Linked DNA regions of Oryctolagus cuniculus: all the other regions are linked to region 3. A link is a contact called in public Hi-C and Micro-C data. All regions are on one chromosome and are shown on one strand. Each heading gives the region's core, a stretch centred on a gene start, on an enhancer-like site or on the middle of the called end of the contact. The rest is flanking DNA. Distances are from core to core; before and after follow the strand shown. Region 1 overlaps LOC103350930 (a long non-coding RNA gene). Region 2 overlaps LOC103350930 (a long non-coding RNA gene). Region 3 has its middle 120 kb from the start of IRF2BP2.

Evidence for each region. A called contact is a pair of places that touch in the nucleus more often than the background predicts.
Region 1: a contact with region 3 is called in a Hi-C map of embryonic fibroblasts, with 6 times the contacts expected there. The contact joins two enhancer-like sites. A contact is called at or near these places in 5 of 6 Hi-C or Micro-C datasets (ear pinna, embryonic fibroblasts, psoas muscle and 2 more).
Region 2: a Micro-C map of ear pinna shows a contact between it and region 3, with 7 times the contacts expected there. The contact joins two enhancer-like sites. A contact is called at or near these places in 5 of 6 Hi-C or Micro-C datasets (ear pinna, embryonic fibroblasts, psoas muscle and 2 more).

Annotation. Positions count from the first base shown.
Region 1 is chr13:54,283,618-54,286,317 of mOryCun1.1, reverse strand. All of the region lies in intron 1 of LOC103350930 (a long non-coding RNA gene), which reads left to right. Among named protein-coding and RNA genes, the nearest start is that of TOMM20, 110 kb to the left of the region's middle. Within about 2 kb of position 1,442, at least 4 of the 8 cell types and tissues checked have an H3K27ac peak or open chromatin away from gene starts, as enhancers often do. A contact at or near this core is called in ear pinna, where this site is marked.
Region 2 is chr13:54,352,844-54,355,543 of mOryCun1.1, reverse strand. The region is part of intron 1 of LOC103350930 (a long non-coding RNA gene); the gene reads left to right. Among named protein-coding and RNA genes, the nearest start is that of TOMM20, 45 kb to the left of the region's middle. Within about 2 kb of position 1,378, at least 4 of the 8 cell types and tissues checked have an H3K27ac peak or open chromatin away from gene starts, as enhancers often do. A contact at or near this core is called in ear pinna, where this site is marked.
Region 3 is chr13:54,023,605-54,026,304 of mOryCun1.1, reverse strand. No RefSeq gene overlaps it. Among named protein-coding and RNA genes, the nearest start is that of IRF2BP2, 120 kb to the right of the region's middle. Within about 2 kb of position 1,379, at least 8 of the 8 cell types and tissues checked have an H3K27ac peak or open chromatin away from gene starts, as enhancers often do. A contact at or near this core is called in ear pinna, where this site is marked.

The DNA.
Region 1 (2,700 bases), core at 193-2,692, 260 kb before region 3:
TATCCAGCTTCCTGTTAATGCGCTTGGGAGATAGGCGATGATGGCTCAAGTACTCGAGACCCTGCCACCCGTATGGGAGACCTAGATGGATTTCCTGGCTCCTGCCTTCAACCTGGCTGAGCCTTTGCTGTTGTGGGCATTTGGAGAGTGAGCCAGCAGATGGAAGATTTTTCTCTCTCTCTCTGCCTCTCCTCTGTCACTGTCACTCTGTCTCTCAAATACATACATACATAAATTTCCTTCCTTTTTAAGGCTGAATAATATTCAGCCTATGTCATACTTTGTTAATCCATTCATCCTTGCATCTATTCATCTACTTACCTGCTAGGCCTTTAGGTCGAATTCACCTTTGGCCGTTACTGAATAATGTTGCTGTGAACATGGGGTGGATTTTGTATGATGGTTCCATGTAAGTGCATTCCCTCATCCTCCTCAGCTTTCTTAGTCCAGTGGCTTCATTCATCCAAAGTTACAAGAATCCTAGAAGGATCAAGGCTGTTGCTCTTGCCTTCGCTGCTAACTGTTCTTGAACACAGGCAAACACTTCCAGGAGGGCTTTGTGGAGGGAGTTAAACATTAGATAATTTAAGGTATGATGGCTTTGGAGCTAAGCCTCCTTTTTCCCCCTTCTGGTGGATCATCTGTTTTATCTCCACTTGACTTTTTAAAAATGCTGGAACTGTTTTTTGATTGAATACGAAGGCTTTTTCCCCCCTTTGACGTTTATACGACTGAAGGTGGAAAAATAAGACCTTTGCTTATTAACAAAATGAATCAATCTCTTTCCCCCATGGGAACTTGAAAACAATTTAGAGGATAGAGTAAACTTCAGATTTTCCTCTGATCTGAATTGGGTTGACCTTTCCTCGAGGTAAGATTTAAGGGAGGCCTAGCGGGGCTCCACGGAACATGAGGTCATGGCAGGTGCTGCTGGCTTGCACTCGGGCCGGAAGCACCCTGATGTCGCCCACGCTGTACAGCCGTCTCTGGCACCTCCAGAGAGGGGACGTGGAGGCTGAGCGAGGAGCTTGTCCTAGCAAAGGTCACCCGGGGAGACAGTGGCCGAGAGAAAATAGTGCTGACCTCCGAGCCTGTAACCAGACCCCCACGGTGGGCCGGTGCTCCAGAACTCATCGAGGGCAGTGGGGGACTCACAGTTCGGGATTCTTTCTTCCCTTTTACTTTGCCAAATGTGTTGGGGGGAAATTCCCCGTAAGATGGCGGCGCAAGGTTAACCCCTCCTTTGTCTGATCGTTTTGCATGTTCCCCCTTTGGAGGTTGTGGGCTGGAGTTTCCAGCCAGCTTGTTTGAGCACCGCTACCCATGGCGACCGTGGCTCAGTTGTTTGTGCCTTGGTGTCTGTGGAAGTCTGACTCCATGGTCCTGCCCCGCATCTGGCACTTGCCTGGGAGTGGGAAGTCCAGAATAAACAAAGCAAAGAGACTGTGTTGGAAGCAGGACTGTAGGACTGAGAAGATACTTAGAAAAGTGGCCTCAGGCCAGCCCTGCTCTGTCCAAATATGCCAGGAATGCAGGGCCCAGAGGAAGGGGACAAACAGTAGAAAGGAAAAAGAACAGGGCATACTCCTGGATAGAAGTGTGGTCAAAACAAAGCAGAAAAAAACTCCTAGCTCCAATTAAAAGTGGATCCAGAAGCTTCAGGACTCAATGGTGATCAAGACTCACATTCACGACGAGCGGGCATCTCCAAAGCCAGCACCCCATTTTCAGGAGAGGAAGCAACTCTGAGAGCCCTGGGAGAAAGGCTTTGTTTCAGCACACGCAGCGTGTGAGCCGGGCTGGGCAGGCAGACTGCTTGTCCTCAGTGGCCACGCGGGCTAAGGACTCCTTGGGGCTGGGATTCAGCCTGGGCGCCCTGGAGAGGGAGAATCACAACAAAGGACAAAAGGTCAAAGGGTCTATGAGTGGGGGAGGAAAACACAATAAAAACAGGAAGTGGCCGGCTCAGGGATTTTCCATGAGAAGTCTGGGAAACTCGTCCTGATAGAAAGAGAAAAAGGAACCCTCGGGAAGCCTTGGAGATGTGAAATGGGCCTGAGCAGGAGCCAGCTGGATGGAGGGGGCAGAGGCATCTGGCCGCCCAGGGCGCCCCCACCCCACAGCGTGGCCCAAGACCTCCCAGCCTCCCTTCTCTGGCACTTGTTGTCTGTCTTCCTCGGAGAGGTGTGTGTTCTTGTGAAAAGGGGTCTAAACCAACCCAAAGAACACACTCCCAACTCTAAGCTGTTATCCACAGATGATATTTCTAGTGTACACGGATAGCTTGTATTGAGAACTTAGTCACACAAGTGGAAACGCTTTCGTTTCACCTGCTTTCACTTTGGGGACTGATTCAGTCCTTTTGCTGCTGGAATTTGGAAGGGGTGAGGTCAGAGGGACACTGCCTGGCCTCTCTCCACCCCTCTCCGAATCAGGGCAGAGAGAGACTCCCAGCAAGGTAGCCGGTGAGGATTGGTTGGGATCCCAGGACAGCTAGGGCTGAGCAAGAGCAGAGGACTGCCGTCCTGGGCCCCAGGCCCTGTGCTCTGGGCAGAAGCCAGCCCTCCTCAGAGCCCGGGGCACTCAGGGTAGATAGGAGGTGCTCAGTGTAGACTTGTTGACTTGAATTGAAGAGGTTCTAGGCTCACAACAGGAGGGAAAAACAGTTCTTCCTAAACTGCTTTCTGTCTTGAGATTTTC
Region 2 (2,700 bases), core at 129-2,628, 330 kb before region 3:
CCACCTGCCCCGCCGTCGGATCCACGGTTGGGTGCAGTTTCAGGAGCACCCCTTCCTCCCCGCCGCCGCCCTGTTTCCTGCCCTCATGCGCTTGTCCTTCCATCTGTTTTTTTTTTTTTGGGGGGGGGTTATATTCTGGGTGTTTTGGGGGCCTCCATCATTCCGGCAGATAATCTGCAGGAGAAGGAAAGGCCATGAAAACCTGATAAGACTTTGGGCCTCTGAAAGAGAAAGAAGTGCCTGGAATCCTTCTGGCCACGTGACTTGTTTTCCAGAAGAAAGAAGAAAACAGCAGTGGGGAGAGAGCTGAGAGGAGGCAGTGGGAGAAGGTGCAGGGGAGGAATGGCAGGAATGTGCAGAGAGGCAGGAAGCAGGGTCTCTGGCCCAGGAATCTTGGCATTAAGTTGCAGGGCTGAGAGGCAGTCTGTTCTTGGCTTCCCAGCTGCCACTGTGTCAAAATCCCCCTCGCCCGGGTCAAGGGTGGGTGGTGGCTTGGTCAGGAGGGACCCTTGCGGTAATCTACTTACTTGGGCCTCTGGGTTCCCCGTTCTTGAGGCCACTTCCTCTTCCCCGAGAGACAAGTGGGGAGCAGGCTCAGGAGACGCAAGCTAGGGAAGAGGACAGGCCCAGCTGCCCCCAGACCTCAGCTCCCAAAGCACCACCCACCGCCCCCACCAGCTGCCCCTGGACTCCAGAGAGAGGAAGGAGAAAATGCCGCTGCTTGGGAGGAATTTGCTGAAAGAAAAGCATTTCCCCAAACAATGACCAGGAAATATTGTCTTGACTGATACTCCTGACGTGTGCTGACCTCCTGGCAGAGTTATTCCAAGGCTCTGGTGCTATACAAGGCTGATGGGGCAGCTCCCAGAGCCGGAGGGGCTCACCCTGCCCAGGCCGTCCGAGGCCTCTTGCTTGAGAGGTGTTAGGGGCTCTCTGCATAGACCTCGGTTTGGCCAACCCTGACCTTGAGCAGGGGCCCAGGCCGGCCTGCACAGCTTGCTTGCAGGTGGGAGGCCATTCTCTGCTGACTCAGGCCCAGACTGGGGCAGGTGCATGCCTTCAACCCCATGAGTAATACCTGGCTTTTCATCTTCAAAGGGCCTTCCCAAGATTAGCCAATTAGTCACCCCCAGGGGAGCTACAAAGCAGGTTATTATTGTCTTCATTAATCCCAGTAGTGGGGGAGGGGGTAAAGGGAGTCCCCACCCCAGGCCAGTGAGAAAACCTGCAGCAAGGGAGTGAGGATTTGGGTGCAGGAGCTGAGGACAGCTGCTGAGGAGTCCCTGAGTTGTTGGAGGTGGGCAGTGATGAACCCACAGCCTTAAAGAGAGACGCCACTGGAGAGGGCACCTTGCTGAACCCAGGGCCAGTGGATGGAAAGGCAGGTTGTCAGGAACCCACCCGTGGGGGCTTTTGGAAAAGCCGCTGGGCATGCTCACGCCACCCTGCCCCTCTGAGCCATCCAGTTTTTGTCAAACGAATCTTGGAACACTTTCCTTTCTGTGTCTGTGTGAGGATTTTGAACATGGTAACAACACATGACTCAAGCACCTTGCAAATCAGAAGTGTGATAATGAAAACTTAGAACATTCATCCAGGTCTCTTTGAGCCACCGGCTTGTTCCTGTTCAGATGCAGGTTGCAGACAGCGAGTTTTGAAGGTAAGTCTGCATCCTGGTGACACAGTGAGAACTGAAGCACCTTCTGGAAGCCAGACAGCAGAGCAAGCCTTTCAGTCAACCCTGTCTGCAGCTGCTTTTTATAAACTTGGCATAAATATGTGCTTGGGAACGCCAGGACAGTGTATCTGGAAAATATTTTCTACCATTTGAAAACACACACACACACACACACACGTACACACACATACAGAAAGAAAGAAAAAAAAAAAAGAACCCAACAGAAATTGTGCATAATACAGAGTGGCTTCATTTGTGGTTTTTTTCCATTACTTCCTCAGTTCATTTTTCTGCTGCCAATTTTAGAAGGCCATAAGTCATAGTTGTTGTTAAACGTTGTCAGTTAAAATGTAGCTCTAAGAACAAAGTCATATGATAGGCTGAAGTCACAGAGCCTCTGGGGAGGATTCTAAGGCACCGTGTTTGTGTGCTCTGTGCCGTCTGCGAAGTCCAGGCTCGGGTGTCTCCCGGTGTTTCTTGGTATGTGTTACAAGGCAGTCCTGACTGTCACTGGGCCCTGGGCTTGTCATTTTTGCCGCAGCTCCCAAGGGCCACCTACCAGAGGGCAGGAGAGGTGCTGAGTCAAACTGTCAATCCGCATTTTCTCTGTGTGACCCAGGAATGGAATGTGGCCTCATTAAGGGCGATTTGCTAAGAGTTCCATACTTTTATTGCTCCTAGAAATGACTGGGCCCACTTTCTCATTTACACTGACTGTGCAGAATAAGAAATGAAGAGGCCAAAAGGGAGTAAACCGGCTGTGTTTGAGGCTGGAGTGGCTCCGCTTCCTCACTGACCGTGCTGGGTAGAACTGAAAAGCCAGGGATGACAACCGCGCGGCCGGAGCTTCTGTGCCTCGGGGCGTCCAGCAGGCCGCCCTGTTTGATTTGCCTGCTAGACTGGGAGGCTTTAGACGTCAGGGTCTTGTGTTTCTCCCAAGCTGTTCTAGAGCTAAGGCCAAGGCCAAAACCCAACCAGCCAGTGGGCACCGAGAAACGCTTGTGCTTACAACCAGCATGAAA
Region 3 (2,700 bases), core at 130-2,629:
TGTGGCAGGCTGGGGGAGCTGGCGGAGGGACTCCGGGGAGCTCTCTGGCCGACTTGCCAACTTTCCCCTCCGCGACCTTGAGCCATTTCCCTCCGAGAGGCAAAGAGGCCCCTTCAGAGGACTGGCCAGGGCCCATGTGAAGCGAACCCCTAGCCAGCGGGTTTGACAGGAAGGTGGCCACAGGCCCTGTGAAAGCAGCCCCTGCCTATGCCTGGCCGTTGTGTGTAACACAAGCGTCCAGGAGACGGCCGAGTCTGCCTGCTGCAGCACTTTCTAGAATCAGAGGAGGCCCTTCTGGGAACTCTGCTGAACGGGAGGGTGAGGAGTATCTGATGTTGCGGTGGGGGAACGCTGACGAAGGAGGCTCCACTTCTGAGTAGTAACCTTTGCCTCGGACCCCCGCCAACCTTCCGCTTGGAGCTGTGCCTCCGTCACGACTTGTCACCTCCCGGGAGATGTTCCACTTTCCAAGCAGGTGAAAAATGAACCCGGTTAAAAATAGGAGACTGGGCTCTTCGCAGAGTCCCCTTGTAAAGAGACACTACAGAGGGTGTCTCCCAATGGGCAAAAGGAAGGCCCCTGCCCCCTGGCTTCCTTCAGCCTCCCTTGGCACCCGGAACCACCGCACGGCCTGGAACCCAAGACCAGCACCCCGCTGTGCTCCGGCAGCAGGCAGAGCCTGGGCAGCTTCACCCTGGCCGCCAGGGGCCACCGTGTCCGTCCCCGTGCCCTTCCGGCCCGTTCTCCTCCCTTTAAGGCGCTATGAACCCGGCTTGCTTTCTGGAGCCTTCTCCAACCGTGGACACGTTCCCAGTGGAAATCATGACATTTTCCGTTTCACATTACGCACTCCACAATGCCTCAGGAAGAAAGAGGGAGAAGGAAAACAAGGCCTGGGAGCCAGCCTCTCGCCGCCGGCGCAGCCAGGGCCGGGCTACGCTGGGCCGCGCTCTGTTGATCCCTGAGCTGGGCAGCTAGCGCATCCGCCCGCCCGCCCGCCCGCCGGCCCCGGCTGCGCAGCCGGGACCCCACGCCCAGGTTAACTGCTCTTCTCTCTGCTCATGTGGCACATCTGGAGAAAGGCGTGCCTCTCTCCACTTTGTTGTGTTTTTTTTTTTTTTTTTTAAACTTTACTTTCGACTGCCATGGTAACGGCTGCATGTTTGGCAAAGGGAAAGAGGAAAAAAAAAAAAAAGCTCAGAGAGAAGAAAAGGAGCTCTCAGCGCGGGGCTGGCGGCCGGCCAGGGTAATCATGCCGCAGAGCTGAAATGAGGCCTCTGGCCGGCAGCCAAGTTACAAAGAACAAAGCTGTCAGTTCCCAATGTTGGCGGCAAAGCTTGTTTGGCACCCTTATATGGTTTCCCAGAACTCCCTGCCTTGGCCGCCGTCCATTCCCTTCAGGGCAGCAAACAGGATTAGCACAGCTCCCAGTTGTTTTTCTTCTCTCTCCTCCGACTGTTCCAATGACATCATCCTGCTGCATTCAGTTGCCAGCAGGGTGGGTTTCTCTCTCCTTCCCTCCCTCCATGTCCTCTCTCTCTCTCTCCTTCACACACACACACACACACACACACACACACCTCCACACCCACTCACTTCCTGTAGCCGCCCCCTCGACTCTGACTTTCTTTAAATGCAATGTTTTAGGTCATTCTTCTCGTCCAGCTTCTCCACAAAATTAAAAACACCCCGGTGCTTGCACATTTAGCTGAATCAAGCCAGACGCTGTATTTTATTTTTATAACTGAATTCCTGTGAGATAAAAATCTCATTTTCCTTCGGAGGCGGTAATCAGCACTCGTAGGGATGTGGTTTCCAACTGCCCCATCTCGTGCTTCCTTATGAAGCTCCGCTGAGAAATGAACTTGGCTCCCGTTCAGGTTTAAAGGGCCCGCGGCCTCTCTCTCTCTCTCTCTCACACACACACACACACACACACACACACACACGTCACATAGGATATGCACACAGAGACCATTATCCATGCACCCACACGGGTACACACCCAGGCCACATAGCATATGCACAGTCTATTGTCTGTGCACGCATGCCCTTAACCAGGGACATGCCCACAGCTGCAAACACAAAAGGCATAAAGATACCCACTGCGACACACAGACACACAATCAGGACGCAGTGCCACTCTGTCCCTTTCCAGAAGGGAAAGAGGTGAATAAGGAGAAGCCAAAAGCTGCTTCCGAAAAGACTGGTTTAAACTAGCAGGCAGGCGAGTGTTATGCAACTCATGGCTGGGTTCATGAAAGGAATCGAGGTTTGCCGACTGCACAAATGTTCCCCCGCCCCCGCTCCAAGCCCCCCCCCCCCCACTCTGATTCATGAACTAGTTTTCAGATTCATGAATCACTCGGGAGCCAGCAAGAGAAAAATGAGTAGTATTGATCTCATTTCAATTGAAATGGGCTCATTAGGGCCACAGTGGCCGGGGGCAGCTTCCACCATCGCCAGCATCTGGGGGTCTGGCGGCAGGTGCTCCACCTGCAGGTGGGGTGGCAATCCTTATGCGAAGCCTCTCTCTGCAGAGGGTGCCCTTCTGCTTATTGAATGGGCACCATCCACTCTCCTGGGACAAGAACACTGTCCTCATTGGCTGCTTCAGCTGTCCTCTTAGCATTCTCCATTCGCTTGTTTATTTTTCACTTCTCATGGAGTCTTTCAAGGGACATCTTGGTACAAATGCTT